2 separate regions of the Mus musculus genome follow, and region 2 is linked to region 1. A link is a contact called in public Hi-C data. All regions are on one chromosome and are shown on one strand. Each heading gives the region's core, a stretch centred on a gene start, on an enhancer-like site or on the middle of the called end of the contact. The rest is flanking DNA. Distances are from core to core; before and after follow the strand shown.

What was found. Hi-C and Micro-C count contacts between places; a contact is called where the count stands out from the background.
Region 2: a contact with region 1 is called in a Hi-C map of liver, with 1.8 times the contacts expected there. The contact joins two enhancer-like sites. A contact is called at or near these places in 2 of 484 Hi-C or Micro-C datasets (liver and nephron progenitors) and 2 of 115 datasets of contacts at active chromatin or transcription factors (CD8 T cells and double positive thymocytes).

The regions. Positions count from the first base shown.
Region 1 is chr3:52,340,653-52,345,462 of GRCm38.p6, reverse strand. It overlaps Foxo1 (forkhead box O1), which reads right to left. Exons shown (of 3, transcript NM_019739.3): 2 at 1-424. Among named protein-coding and RNA genes, the nearest start is that of Foxo1, 75 kb to the right of the region's middle. Within about 2 kb of position 2,457, at least 78 of the 459 cell types and tissues checked have an H3K27ac peak or open chromatin away from gene starts, as enhancers often do. A contact at or near this core is called in liver, where this site is marked.
Region 2 is chr3:52,492,838-52,497,647 of GRCm38.p6, reverse strand. It overlaps Gm38537 (a long non-coding RNA gene), which reads right to left. Exons shown (of 5, transcript XR_867264.3): 5 at 4,379-4,810. Among named protein-coding and RNA genes, the nearest start is that of Gm30173, 22 kb to the left of the region's middle. Within about 2 kb of position 2,492, at least 8 of the 459 cell types and tissues checked have an H3K27ac peak or open chromatin away from gene starts, as enhancers often do. A contact at or near this core is called in liver, where this site is marked.

The sequences.
Region 1 (4,810 bases), core at 1,208-3,707:
CAGAGGGTGGATACACCAGGGAATGCACGTCCCCATCTCCCAGGTCATCCTGCTCTGTCATGATGGGAGAAAGTCTCCCACTGATGGTACTAGCATTTGAGCTGGTTCGAGGACGAAATGTACTCCAGTTATCAAAGTCATCGTTGCTGTGGGACCCAGGACTCGCAGGCCACTTAGAAAACTGAGACCCAGGGCTGTCTCCAGGACCCTCTTGCCCAGACTGGAGAGATGCTTTTTTCTTAGCAGCCCGCCCTCGGCTCTTAGCAAATTTACTGTTGTTGTCCATGGACGCAGCTCTTCTCCGGGGTGATTTTCCGCTCTTGCCTCCCTCTGGATTGAGCATCCACCAAGAACTCTTTCCAGTTCCTTCATTCTGCACTCGAATAAACTTGCTGTGAAGGGACAGATTGTGGCGAATTGAATTCTGCAAAGCAAAACAGTATGTTAGAAGTGCAGCACTCCCCCCTTGGAAAACTTACTGCTCAATGGGGATCAGAGATATACAGTGCCCATTCTGAGCAGCCTAACAGCTCGTAATTTGTGTGGAGGTCAGAAGACAGCTTTTGGAGTCTCTTTTCACCTTCCACCTTTACTTGGGTTCTGAGAATAAAACTTGTGCAGCAAAACAAGCTACCTCACTGGCTCTCAACAGCAGTAATAAACTCAGTAAGAGATCGCAAGTTGATGGAGGAAAAACAGCATCTAAAAAAAGGAATTATTTCTCTAGTTAAATAAGCTCATAGTTTATATTCTCTTTTATACATGCATATACACATATATTGATTTTCATATATTTCTTTTATACAGTTTTTGACCCTGACTCAAAAACAAAGCTCTTCTCAACATTTTTTCAGGTGAAATAAACACCATTTCTACAAAGTGACATTCTCTGTCATTGGGCCCATAGGGTAACATAAAGGGAGATGAAGCAGGATCTATTCCTACTCAGGAACAAAAACCCAAAGCAATACACAGTATCAACTTAGGATCTCAGCTGAAAAGGCAGCGGGGTTTTGAGTGAGTCTGGGGCTAGTTTGAACTATCTAACTCACTCCCAAGATAGATAGATTCCCCCGAAAGTTAGGACTTAAACTTGTTTACACCAGAGTCTTTGTATCAGGCAAATAAAAATGAATATAAAGAAAAGCTATTTTCTTGAGAAAGTTAACTTGCCACAAAATGCAATATTCAAATGTGAGAACATCTCTGCTCTAAGCAAAGCACTAACTTTAGGACACTGTAGAGAGTATGCCGTCCAGAGTGGTAACTAGAGGGGGGCCGGGCTGAAGCAAGCTCCCCTAAGTGAGGTGAGGCCCTTCTGCTCCTACTCAGTGGATGTGCTGATAGGATACTACAACAAAGCCACCGCAAATGTGTGCAAACTGCAAACCCACAGGAGAATACAAGAGGAAGGCAAGGAACCCCCAGCATGACTTCTGACGTTTGGGGGATCCTGTGGTACAAATCTGGGAATGTGAAGAACACTTAGGCTTCCTGCCCCAGCACAGTTGCTACATATTCACCTGGCAGCTCTGAAGGGGCCTAATGCCCAGTCCAGGGACAGAATTCTGGATGTCTCACAATCCTCAGAGCAGAGCTATGCAGAGCTATGCACCTGGCTTCTCAAATTTTTGGCCTTCTCTGCCAACCTAGTACAAGGCTTAGTTGCCCAAATACTCTGTGACCCCTGTTGGACCACAAAAGGCTCTAACTAGATTTGTGGTCACCCAAGGAGGCAGCCACAGTGCCCACATCCTCATGTTGTTGACGGCGACTGAAGGTGCTTAAAGTGCCAACCGTTCTACCAGATCAGAACAATATACAGGGCCAGACTTCTCTGTGACCCTGAGCACATTAGTGCCTTTTCTCAACAAGAGATGGAAAACAAAGTGAGTGTAATGGTAATCTCACTTAGTAAAAAGAGACAAAAGTCAGACACAGACCTAAGAGAGCTTAGAAACCCTTATTTCAAAATGCATTCTGCACTACATTCCACCCAAGGATTGCAACACAACAGCTATGTGTTAAGTCCTGCTGCCAGGGTGCAGAGTGAGGGCGGATCAGACATGGCCCAACAGGAGCTTTCTGGTTGGATGCCAGGCAGGTATGTGGGTATGTGGCAGTGGTAGTCTCTCCTGAGGCTTCATTCTGTTCTTTCACTTACGATCTATCTCAGCTCTAGGTGTGTTATGAGGTCGTGAACTCCAAACATCTCCCAAAAGGCTAAGGAATACATTTCTTTCACGTTGTATCTCAATTCCATGTATTCTCAAAAACATTCCTTGTCCCCACCTCCCTGTCATCCTACCCCCACCAGAGCTACAGCTCTGGCTACTGTGTCCACCAAAACCAGTGATCAAAATCCCCAATTCCTCCTTAAAAAGCAGCAGCCTGCCTGGGCAAGGCCTGGAAAGCAGCCAGCCCTGTAACTGCATTCTCCAAAGCCACCTACATGCTGGGAGTCTGGGCACCGTATCTTCCATGACAATTTGTTCTTTAAACACAATAGCCACACAGATAAGCTCTGATAGGCCTCTACAAGAGAGGGAGCTTGCTCCGGTCCTGTCACATTTAGTTAATAATACAGAGAGTATAGGAGGCGATCCTTCCAGAGATCAGCTTCCTGACTGCCTGACTAACAGGGGGGGGTACAGCTCTATAAGCCTGAGGCAGTTCTGCCAGACGCCAGGGCTGGGGTGGGGGGCGTTTTCAGCAGGACCAAAGAAGACATAATAACGAAGACTCCTAAAAAGTTTAAAAATAGTTCACTAACTTCAGGGTTAGTATCCACTAAATGCTTGGACGACTTCTGCTTATTGTTGGTTGGGTTTTTGTTTTTGGTTTTTTTTTTTTTTGGACATAGCAATCCTTAACTTATCAAAATATCGCACTACATATTTTTCTGAGGACATTTCAGGTCACTCTGTGTAACAGAGCTGTATACTAACTTTGCCAACAATTACCCACCCACCCCCACAACAGGAAAACGTTTGCTGTGCAGAGCTTGTTACATAAATTCCTGTTTTTCATGCAGCCAGTGGGACACTAAAGAGGAGCAGGCTTGAGGTGCTATGTCCACAATACTCTGCTGGGAGCTGCCTGCAACTGATGGAGCTCTGGGATTTTATACTCTCAGCATTCTCTCCCAGCAAGCATTCTGTGAGGAAACAGACAACCAGTGCTACACACTTATTCAAAGCCTGTGTCTGTACGATACCACTAGAGAAGGGCCAAGGCAACCATCTCTCTGTACCAACCACACTGCCCTCCCTGCTGGCTTTCTGGGCTCAGGGGAGCCGCAGACACATTCCTGATGCTTCTGGATGGCTGAACACTGCAAGCACATGCTAAGGGAGCCTGACACAAGCCAGTTCTGCCAGAAAGGTAGACACAAACCTGGTGTACCCCGATGCTCAACCTGTTCTGCTCCTGAGCACTCTGCTCTATGCCCCTATAGACCAGACTCCAAGTTCCTTAAACACAAGATTAAACTTAAGTTTCTAACCTCAAAGCCTCTAACAGGTGTTCTACACACATGAGCTCAATAAAACTTTGTTGACTGACACCCCAAAAACATTACAGGGAAGATGTGAGGTTTTAGGCATCTCTTAGGCATCTACCATTCATGTTCCACATTAGGACAGCTCATGGTACAGACAGCAGAAAAGGAAATAGGAAGGAAGGAGGACCCAGGCTACCCTCCAGAGGTTCTGTGAAAGGAAGGGAATAGTAAGAGTCATTTGACAAACCAACAGATGACCCCCACAGAGCTTTCTAGGAGCCGTCAACTTCCTCAGCTTCTATGTCAAGGACAGTTCAACATACTCAACAAGGCAGCATGTGTAAAAATGCCCGTCTCCATCAATAGGAATGAAGTTAGTTAATAACACTACTAGGACACCAGCATCTTTAGAATAATAATGTTTTGTACATGTATATAAGATATACATATAAGATAACCAGATTCCAGTGTTCCAACTAGTATAAAGCATTCATGTTATTTATGGGAAATAGCAACTCGTGTCAAGGAAGGGTCTGATGGTTTCTCAACACACACATTGCCTAAATTTACACACTACAGTCAGTTTTCTAGTCCTGGCTGGCCAAAACAGATCTGCTTTAATGACCATAGCTGGGTCTCTCCACTGGGTCGGTTTTGAATGAGATCTACTGTACTGTCCTAGGGTGGGAAATGTCAGGCACATAGAGACACAGGACAGGGTTATTTTGTTCTTTGTTCTTCCAACCAAGATGTTTTTATCCTCCCAGTCAAAAGCAATTATCAGGCAATCACTGAAGTGCAGAATCTATAAATATGCATTTACCTTGAAGTTTTAAATCTCACACAAAAAACTATGTCTAACAATGTGCTATAGAACATACATAATATATCTGAACTGCATGAACAACTTGAAGCCCTATCAAAAAAGGGCATGAGATTTAAAAGCAAAACAAAACATTGGAAACTACTCATCCATCATAGTAGACTTCTAGGAATGCTGAATCTCCAACAAAAATCGGAGGTGAGGACCGAGTCATAAGTTAGTCAAACATAGACTCCGTGCCTGCCTCTCACCACCCCCTAAGCCTGCTGGAAACCCTGCCCTGCCCCTGCTTACTGGTTTCAGTTCCTGTCACCTGCTGGATCTGGTGCTTCCGAGGCATCTCTCTTCATCCTGATTGCCAGGTCCCTGGCTCTCAGAACCCTGGCGTCTGACCTGAACCATACTTTAGCGCTTGAGCTTCTCAGCCGTGCGAAGGCCACTACCTGCTGGCCTGGCCTGGGTCTTTTTACATTTCCTATTTCTTT
Region 2 (4,810 bases), core at 1,243-3,742, 150 kb before region 1:
CCCACTAACCCTCACAGCCCAACTCCTACCTTGGCAATGTATCTAGTTTGGGCTAAATAAAATGTATGGTTCAAAGAAAAAAACCGCACAAAATGGTATTGCCAGGTATTTATATCAGTGGCAATATATCAGATATATCTTCAAGTTCAAGATTCCATTTCTCTATACATACACTCAGACGGACCGGAGATGGAAAGGGTGCTGAGCTGAGCTTTCTTTCTACTTCAGAAAGAAAAATCATAGATAGATAGATAGATAGATAGATAGATAGATAGATAGATAGATAGATAGATAATTTTTAAAAAAAAGAACTAAAACTCACTCTCAAGATCATCAGACTCAAATGAAGAAAACAGCAAAAACCAAAAGGAAAGCCCAGTGCAGCTTCCCCCTCACACACTGAAGGCTCGGGAAAGGCAGATACTTAACAGGATGGCTGAGCCTCCCTAGGGCAGTCAGGATCTTGCCATTTCACTCTCTGACCTGAGGGCCTCCCACAGCTGCCTTTATCCTGCTTCACGTACCTAAGTCCTTTGCCACAGGAAAATGAGACCAAAGGCCACAAGCAAACTGCCGATAGTGGCTGCAGGAGAAAGGGAACCTGTTAGGTGTTTCTCCATGACCTTCCAGAAGCAGAGGCTCTGCCGATGAAGGCCTGTTAGGTAAGCAAGAGAGTGGAGCACATCTCCCCATGGCTGAGCTGGCGTGGCTTGTGGTGGCCACTCCACTCTCAAACTAAAGATGGAGTTTCGAGAGCCACGGGACCAGTCGACAAGCACAGGACCCCCCAAGTCAGTTAGACCAACTTTGCCGCTTGCTCTCTGTGCAACATAGAGCCATCAATCTTTCTGGTTTTCAGATATGACATCTGTCTAATACGATCAGGATGACTATTCCATCATGTATGGTGTGACTTAAATAAATAACCTAAAAGGGAATGTTTAGCCCATAACCCTGTGCAAACCACATTTTCATAAGCATCGGTTGTGATCATCACTGATATAATTAGTCTTGAAAAGCACATGAGATGCCTGCTCTAGACCCTTCCACTCCTGATGTTTGCAGCTACAAGGCTTCATCAGGGTGCTGGGACTGTGTCTGCCCCCTATATACCAATATACCTCACAGCACAAGGGCTTCACTGGTCAGTCCGCCAAGCTCCTGCCTGCAGCAGGAACAGCCCAGGCGTTACACTGATACAAAGCACACAGCCAAACATTCTCATCTATGTAGAAACAGCTTCACTTTGGCTGGCATTGCTGCCAAGAGCTGAGCAGAGAGCTGACTGGAGGGAAACACTTTGGAAAGGCGTGTTAGTCACTTTTCTCATTGCTTTGATCAAATGATGGAGAAAGAAATGGAAAGGAAGGCTGACTTCCTCTGCTCATGGGGTTCAGAGGGTTCGGCCCATGGTTATTTGCCTTGGTCTGGATGAGCAGCTTAGAGCACGCCTAAGCACTAAGCCATCTGTCTCTCCAGCACCCAAAACATTATTTTGTGTAACAACTTTTAATGAAAACGGAAGACTATGCAACTAGTTGTTCTTCTTACTATTTAGGGAAGAAAAAGGCAGAAAATCGGTACATATTCAATAGTGACACCTACTTATCCCTCCCAATGCTCCAATGCTTTTCAGCTGCATTTGGCTAAATCTGTGTGCTCAGGGCTTGATGAGATAGAGGGCTGATTCTCTCTCTCTCTCTCTCTCTCTCTCTCTCTCTCTCTCTCTCTCTCAATGAGAATGTGTTTCTATTTCTCTGTGTGTCTGTGTGTGTGAGAGTGTGAATGTGTGTGTACATGTGTGAGTGCGTATGTGTTTCTATGTGTATGCCTATGTGTGCGAGTATGAATGTGGGTGAGTGTGTGTATGCATGTGTGTAGATACATGTTTCTGTGTGTGTGTGTGTATGTGTGTGTGTGTCTGTGTCTGTGTCTGTCTGTGTCTGTGTCTGTGTGTGGTGTATATGTTTGTGTGTAGATTGACAAACAGGTTTACAGTTTGTTCACATGGCTATGCACAAAGGCAAGTCCAAAGTCTAACTGCTGGCAGGCTGGAAATTCAAACAAGAGCTGAAATTGGGCCTTGAGTTCAAAGTTCATAGTCTAGGGTAAGAACACAGCAAGATTTTCTGTTAGTCTTAAGAGAAAAAAAAATGTCTTTTCTGGGAAACCCCAGATTTTGCTCCTGAATGAATGTCCACATTGAGGGGTTAGAGTTGAGACAGGGCCACATCATGAGGCCCTGAGTAGCCTGGAACTTGCTCTGTAGACCATGCTGGCCTTGAATCTTCAAAGATCCACCCATTGGTATTAGAGGTATGCACTGCCATGTCCTGGATGCTCACACTTTTGAAGATAATATCCTTTTAGGTGTGCAACACCATGCTCTTTTAACTTTTAAAGATAGTATCCTCTTAGGTGTGCAACACCATGCCCTTTGAACTTTTAAAGAGAACCTCCTTTTCTGAAAGTCAACTGAGATACACAGGAAGCACATCTGTAAGAGTATTTTCCCAGCCGTATCTAGACAACTATTGGACCCAACAACTGGGCAGTATTACACGGCCAAGTTGATGCATGATTAACCATCACACTGGAGATGAAAGTGTTTTATTAAAGAGCTCAGTAAATGGATTGAATAGGAGCCAAGGGGAGAAAAAAATACTGAGCCAGAATATTAAGTACAACAGCATTTGTTCCAAGCAGACCTCAGAAGTGATAAAGACATGGGAATTGTTAAATAAAATGTACGTTTGAGTGGAATATAGAGTGCCAAGCAGGAGGAGTCTCTAACTGGTGCAGGGGCTATAGCTCAGTGGTAGTGTGCAGAAGTGCTGAAAAGGGACAGAAATGGGGACAGCAGAATATCTGGGAAGATCAACAGAAGGTTTCCAAAACCAAAATAGATATAAAACAACCCCAATAGAAATTTCTCACTTCTAGGACTTCTAGGTTAATTAAGATATTTTTTTTAATGTTACCTTGCAATGATTCTGTTTGTAATACTGGGCTGCAAAGACCTGGTTGTCCCAGAGATGAGAGAATCTGAACATAGACCCAGGTGACACTGTGTGACCTTGCCCCTAAGGATTTTTTTTGATTGGTGAATAAAGATGCTGACAGCCAACAGCTGGGCAGACAAGACAGGGCAGGGTGTGTGTGTGTGTGTGTGTGTGTGTGTGTGTGTGTGTGTGTGTGTGTGTTAGGGTTCCTAGGCTGGGAGGTTGGACATGAACCACAAGGAGAAGGTGGAAGAGGAAGGAGAAGCTGGCATGGTTTAGGTGAGCCAGAAAAAAAAAAGTGACCCTGAGGGCTGTCCAATTGGAGTTAAGAGCAGCTCAGATGAAACATAGTAAGTAGTAATAACTTGGGGTTATCAATAGGAAAGTAGATTCTAATAGCATAGAGGGTAGATATCTGCCCAGCTCTAGTGCGGACTAAGGCTTATTGTAAATATAAATATCATGTGTGTGTCTTTTATTGGGAACTAAATGATAAACGGCAGGGTAGAAATCCTGATCAGGATTAGATAATTTTAACAACAATACCTGGACTCGTTTGGGTAAAATTTAAGGTTAATGAAGACTAAGAGATAATTCTAATAACTTCCAGAGTATAAGTTGATTCTAGATAGGATAAAAAGAAGCAGAAAGAGGACATTTTCCTCATCAGCAGCCCTGGAAAGACATAAGGAAACTATGCTCAGAGAGCCAAAGGCAGAAAACTTAAAACCAGCATCTTATATCCAGCCAAGCTATCAGTTAAGAGTAAAAGCTTCTAAACGTGGTGCCACATGCCTGTAATCCTAGCACTCAGGACTCTGAAGCAGGAGGATTGACAGTTCAGGGTTAACCTGGGCTACATAGTGAGATCTTGTCTTAGAAAAAAGGGAGGGAGGAAGAAAGGAAGAGACAAGACATTGTCGGTGACACAAGGATGTAGAAATTTGACAACAGAGGACCTGTCCTTGGAAATACTCATAGAAAGACTATTCTTAGCAAGAAAAGGAGCAAAACCGGGGCATAGATGGAGACAGCGCAACTCAGGAGAGCACATTATATACTGACTGCTCTAAGTAAATTATCACTGAATTTGATAAAATATCAAAAGTATATTCACAATGATCAAGAAATAGAATTCCAGACGTTATCAGGAATAGCACTATGGGTTAATCAGAGAAAATATCTGGGTTCCCAAAGGGAATAGGAAGGATATGATGAAAATGAGTTTAAATTTGCCCATCAGATTGCCTTTCTAAAAATCCGGTTTATCCTATTTATAGGATACATTTTTTTTTAATCATGAGGGAAAATTAAAAGCCAGCCAGAATGATCTAAACCAAAAATAAGACATTATAATTAATTATCACACCAAACACTTCAGTGTAAAAAGCATAATAATAGACTTGGTAAGTATTGTATAGGACAAGAAGATACAGTGAATATGAATATCCGTGCTTGGGTTTGGAAACAGTTTCTTAAGCGCATCTTCACAGATTCCTTCAGCAACATGAAAAGGCATCCCATGGAAGATGCTTGCAAATCCAAGAAGATTCCAGAATATAAAGATAACTTTTAGCACTCAACAACCAACGCCCTGCTAAAAGATGAAATCAACTTGACGAGACACTCCTCCAAAGACATGGAAATAATAAACACTTGAAAAGAAATGTAACAATGATAATGAAATCAAACACTTCTCCAAGGAAGATGGCTATGTTGGGGGGTTGCTTTACAAGTAACCCCAATGATATAGAATCTCCTAAATTTCTAAAAGAAAAGTAAACACCATAAAAAATTATTTTCCTGTT